2 separate regions of the Zea mays genome follow, and region 2 is linked to region 1. The links are chromatin contacts, called in public Hi-C maps. All regions are on one chromosome and are shown on one strand. Each heading gives the region's core, a stretch centred on a gene start, on an enhancer-like site or on the middle of the called end of the contact. The rest is flanking DNA. Distances are from core to core; before and after follow the strand shown. Region 1 holds the start of LOC100381644 (putative choline kinase 2). Region 2 holds the start of LOC100502537 (Rhodanese-like domain-containing protein 19 mitochondrial).

Region 1 (2,625 bases), core at 61-2,560:
CCATCGAACACCCACACATTTCCCACAACAAACCATACAGCGAAGAAACAGTCCAGAGCCATCTTGAAGTGATCAGCAAAAGCTTAGGCCCTACAACGAGGAGAATGCAGCTCAGAGAAAACTTGCCAACAAAGTATTTATGATTCTGATGACATGTATAGATATGCTGCTATCAAATGAGAACAGTAGGACATAAAACGTTAGATTGGTTACTGCAATGAATTCTTTTAATTATGCCAAGTGCCAAGCAATTCCCATTTATTTTTTTATCTAACAGATCTGATCTGAGAAGATTAGTCATACTCATGCGCCGAGTCCAGGTATTGTATGGACTATTACTTCTTGAGGGCAACGATCTGAATGCAAGAAACACATCTCGCCAGATTAATTCTCTTTGCAATACAACTCAGGACAACGAGAGGCAGAGTGTTCGGGGTGAGTACCTACGGGCTGGGCGTCCCGCTGAACCAAAAAGTATGGCGACGAAGGAGCGCCCGAGATCCTGGGAAGGTAGCTGCGCGAAGGAGGACATGGGCGTTGATGGCCGCCTCGCAGCGGGTCACGGTAGCGGATCGAAGGCGCGAGGGGGAGCTGAGCGAAGGGGGAGGAGGGCATTGATGGCAGCTTCGTAGCAGATCACGGGATCTAGGAGGGGAGTAGGGCGTTGATGGCGGCAGCAGATCACGACGGACATTACCGGGTCGCGCAGATCCGCGGCGGAGAGGGTTTGGCAAGGCCAGGACGCGAGCAACACGCGAGTGAGCCATGACAAAAACCAATCGCGGATTGGATCCGAGCAGACACATCACGCATTTAGGGTGGTAGAGGCGTAGTGTACACTGGAGTTGATGAACTCCTCGACGCGGCCGTTGGCAAAGCGGCCCAGGAGGCGGGGGCCCCTGGCCGTGGCGCGACATGCACTCGAAGGTGCGGACCTCGTCGGCACGGTCGAAGAAGACCTCGACGCCCCGGCCGTAGATGCGCACGAGCACCTTGCGCGGGCCGTTGCCCTCGGCCTCGCCGCCGAGCCAGGTGATCCGGAAGACCTCATTGGTCATGGCGCCCCTGAGCTGGGACACGGCCAGCGCGCCGGGGTCCATGTCGCCGCCCCAGAGGTCCCCGGCGAGGCGGTGCAGGATGCGGCGCGCGTCCACCGGTATCCGGTCGATGCTGGCGCTGCGCTTCAGCGTGGGCACGACCTTCTCGCGCGGTGGCGGGTCCGCGGCGGCCATCGACGCGTGGAGGGGCGCGAGTAGGCGACGGCGATCTGCGGAGGCGGAGAAGCCGTGTGAGTCGTGTGTCGGTTTGAGTTTGATTTGATCGGAGAGGGAAATGCGATTTTGGGGGGCTTGGAATGCGGTCTGTCACTGTCGGCTGTCGCGGAATCGAATCTGATTCTTCCGCGGATGGGGAGCTGAGTGGAGGAGAGCATTGGTGGCGGAGAGGATGTCGGGGTGAAGGCAGAACCGTGCACCATGTGGTAGATGTGGACGCCTACGTTGTATGCTTAAGAGTAGTAGAGATTATTTAGGGAAAGTCCAAATTCTCTAACACAAACATGCCCGAATAATAGCGCCTCCTCCTAGTCCTAGCTGCTCCTTCTGTAAGTAGAGAGGCACTGGTTCTAAAAAAAATACAACACTTTTAAGACACCTTACGCATAAATATGGAGACTTTTACATTAACGCTGTCAGTCACGTCTAATTTTTTAGTACGGTGTATACCTCCTCCTCTGGACGCCTGCCACGTGCGCGCGCACGCAGTTAACCCCTCGTGCCAATCCAGATCGATACAATGCAAACCAACCTGATGAATGAATGGGGCGACCTGTGGAGTAGTAGATTTGTAGTCAGAGCAATAGATTAGTGTGCTCGTTGCGCTTCTATTTATTCTACGGTAATCTATTGTGCCGTAGTAGTATAGTATAATATACCTGTCGGCTGTCATCGTTAAGAGCTGAGAGTGTGTGTGGTTAGGTTAGGATTCTCCACCAGCAACCATTGCATGTGAAGCTTGGAGTGGGCAGAGGGCAGTCTGGGCCTCGCTCTAGTGGAAAGGAAAGGAAAGGAGAGTGCACCACTAATAAATTGTGTCTCTGTACATGTGTGGTGTGGGTGCGCTCAACAGCTCAAGCGTAGTACAAGGGGCATGCATATTCAATGCGGTTTTGTTTTTTACCATTTCTTTTTGGTGCTTTTACTTCATGAGAAAGCCAAGAGAAAAGTGTGTCCAATTAATTCGGCGGAGGGGAGGGGGGACAGATCATGCAAAACAGAAGGGTGTTGTACCATGCATGGTTCCTTAACTCCTGCTACTATTCTAGAGATATGTGTCTTTTTTTGAGGGGTTTGGATGGTGAGAACTGAGGAATTAGAGGCTGAAATAGGCTCACACAATATGTCTGATGCTGTGGCGGACCTAGGATTTAAATCTAAGACACATTTTTTTATAATTAACATCATATATAGTTAGGTACCAAGTATATTTAATTTTTATCAAATTAATATATGAACATAAAACAAGCAAGATGCCTCATGAGTCAATGCCATGTGGGGTCCATGGTATATATCTAAAGTTTGGATCTTTTAATGGTATAGATTCAATTGTTCCTTCTTAAAAACTAGG
Region 2 (2,625 bases), core at 91-2,590, 310 kb before region 1:
GAATTGTTGGCAAATATGGTACATGTTAGAGTATGATATTTCCCGATTTGTCAATCTGGGACATGAAGTTAACATCGCAAATTATAATGTTACAGGAACCAGGTATGGTGCTAGCTTGCGTAAGCAAATCAAGAAGATGGAGGTATCTCAGCATTCCAAGTACTTTTGCGAGTTCTGTGGGAAGGTACATTTCTGTTAGTTACCCTGTTTCTGCATCCAAGTTTTCTAATCTTTGATCTATTGAACTGCGAGCTGTCTTTATGTTGTACTCGTTATCATCACCACTGCTGTTATGAAATGTAGGCTGCAGTCAGATTGATTTTGAGCACATGAAATCAATTAGTTTTCGATATATCTGTTTGTCACAAGCACATGAAATCAATTAGTCTTCGATATATCTGTTTGTCACATTTGAATGATTTATAAGATGTCTGGGCATGTCCATCAATGTGTTTCTAAGATACATTTGAAGACAGACAGCATTTGTTCCGAATCCAACCTTTGCTGTGCTGTGTTTCCAGTTTGCTGTGAAGAGGAAAGCAGTTGGAATTTGGGGGTGCAAGGACTGTGGGAAGGTGAAGGCTGGTGGTGCTTACACCATGAAGTAAGTAATTCTTCGCCTGTCCGAAAACCACAATTTGTTAGCCACGGCTAAATTCTGTTAATGTGTTTGCAGCACTGCTAGTGCGGTCACCGTCAGGAGCACGATCCGCCGCCTGAGGGAGCAGACTGAAGCATGATATAGCTCTTTATATTATTGGGGTTTCCTGTAGTTGCTCTTGTCAGGCATGTTGTGGGGGCCTTATCTAGTGGAAATGTGGAATCACTGTACTGGCTGTTTTGCCGAGACAATGCTCCTTATATTTGGTTTATGCTCTAGGATCTCAAAGTTGTGTTAAGATTTGCCCTTGGTTACCGTTCTGAATCTGACAAGTGATATTTCATCCTATGCCATCTTGACGTCGAATTTGGTTGTGGTTTTCTATGCGCTTGGCTGTGTCAATGGTTTGCTATTCTGTTCTTGAAATTCTACAGATACTGCTGCGTCTCTGCTGGTTGAGTCTGGTTTAGATAGCAACCAGTCCTTATTATTGGTCTTTCAAGTTCAAGTCAACTAAAATGCGACAAATAAAAAAAAGAATGGAGGGAGTATATAACTGTTCAAGTCAACCAATCCTTATTACGCCTGCACTTGTGTCCAAAAAGAAATGCCCCGGAGCTATTATTGGTCTGTTGCCAGATAAGCAGTGACGACGCAGCATCGAAGGTCAGAGACGACTTTTTTGCGAGAACGAGCATCAAGCTGACGGAATGGAGCATTATTCCGATAAAAAAAAGGTATAGCCAGAACTCTTGCATCCTGGTGATGGTAAACTGCCGTGCCAGTATAAACGCGAAGGCAGGTCACACATACTCACAAGTCCGTCCCATCTCAGGTCATCCATCCATCCATCCCTGCAGCAATGGCGTCTGCAGTGACCAGCAGGTAAACATAGCTTCTGAGTGCATCTGATGTTGCTTACAGTAACATTACATGCATAGAGCAGAAGATCGGATGCATCTGGATTAACCAGAGTCAGTCTTGTCTTGGTGTGCACTGCAGCGACAAGGAGCAGGCCGTCCCTACCATCGACGCTGACGAAGCGCACGCGCTGCTGAGCTCCGGCCATGGCTACGTGGATGTCAGGTGCGTAGAGCTCAGCCAGTCAGGGACGCGCCTATGCGTGTGCTGGAGCTTCCAGACGAACTGACGCTGACGGGGACGAGGTGGTTCTCCTTCGTGCAGGATGCGGGGGGACTTCCACAAGGCGCATGCGCCCGGTGCTCGGAACGTTCCCTACTACCTGTCCGTCACGCCGCAAGGTCAGTTTCTTGCTCGCTGGCGTTGGCGCTGGCACTGGCATTGGGGTTATTGATTTGAGCTGCCTCTGTCCCCGTGTAGGGAAGGAGAAGAACCCACACTTTGTAGAGGAAGTGGCTGCCTTCTGTGGGAAGGATGATGTCTTCATTGTGGTAGCTATTCACTCATATAAATAAATAAATAAATGTACTAGTACTCTATAAATAGATAGATACGCCTGTAATCAAGGAGTTGTCGTGTAGGGTTGCAACACGGGGAACAGATCCAGGTTCGCGACGGCAGACCTTCTGAACGCGGTAAACACAGCCCATCCGAGCTTTAGCATCAATCCAGTTAGCTGTATGTGTGTGTGTGTGTGTGTGTGTTTAACTGAGGGTCACACTAGTCTGCTCGCATGGATGTTCAGGGGTTCAAGAACGTGAGGAACCTGCAAGGTGGTTACCGCTCCTTTCAGCAGCGAGCTCAACAGCAGTAGACATCACGTCCTGAAGGTATGCCAGGGATGCTGCAGTTGAACGACACATTTGCCTACCTCCAGGAAACCGTTTATCTCCAGCAGCTCTCTATCACACCTCATACTTTAAATTTTACTTTGTAAACAGTGCTGTCTACCGTCCCACCTCATACTTTAAATTGTACTTTATAAACAATTCTGTCTACCGTATAAAATATTACAAACCTCTTGTTTTGCATATGCACGATCTGTTGGTCCCAGCCTTACAAGGTATATTCAACTGTAGAAACAAGTCTCTGTAGCATGCGTT

The links. A called contact is a pair of places that touch in the nucleus more often than the background predicts.
Region 2: a Hi-C map of leaf shows a contact between it and region 1, with 5 times the contacts expected there. The contact joins the promoter of LOC100502537 here to the promoter of LOC100381644 in region 1. A contact is called at or near these places in 2 of 25 Hi-C or Micro-C datasets (leaf and tassel).

Annotation. Positions count from the first base shown.
Region 1 is chr4:245,549,240-245,551,864 of Zm-B73-REFERENCE-NAM-5.0, reverse strand. LOC100381644 (putative choline kinase 2) reads right to left here and starts at 1,310. Exons shown (of 2, transcript NM_001174459.1): 1 at 444-1,310; 2 at 1-356. The coding sequence starts at 1,232. The coding sequence ends at 444.
Region 2 is chr4:245,858,578-245,861,202 of Zm-B73-REFERENCE-NAM-5.0, reverse strand. LOC100502537 (Rhodanese-like domain-containing protein 19 mitochondrial) reads left to right here and starts at 1,340. Exons shown (of 6, transcript NM_001245929.1): 1 at 1,340-1,486; 2 at 1,604-1,687; 3 at 1,787-1,863; 4 at 1,943-2,013; 5 at 2,104-2,157; 6 at 2,268-2,379. The coding sequence starts at 1,464. The coding sequence ends at 2,336. LOC103654911 (translation factor GUF1 homolog, chloroplastic) reads right to left here. Exons shown (of 22, transcript XM_008681719.3): 22 at 760-2,625. It overlaps LOC100194153 (60S ribosomal protein L37a-like), which reads left to right. Exons shown (of 5, transcript NM_001294168.1): 2 at 1-18; 3 at 96-184; 4 at 522-604; 5 at 677-884. The coding sequence ends at 740.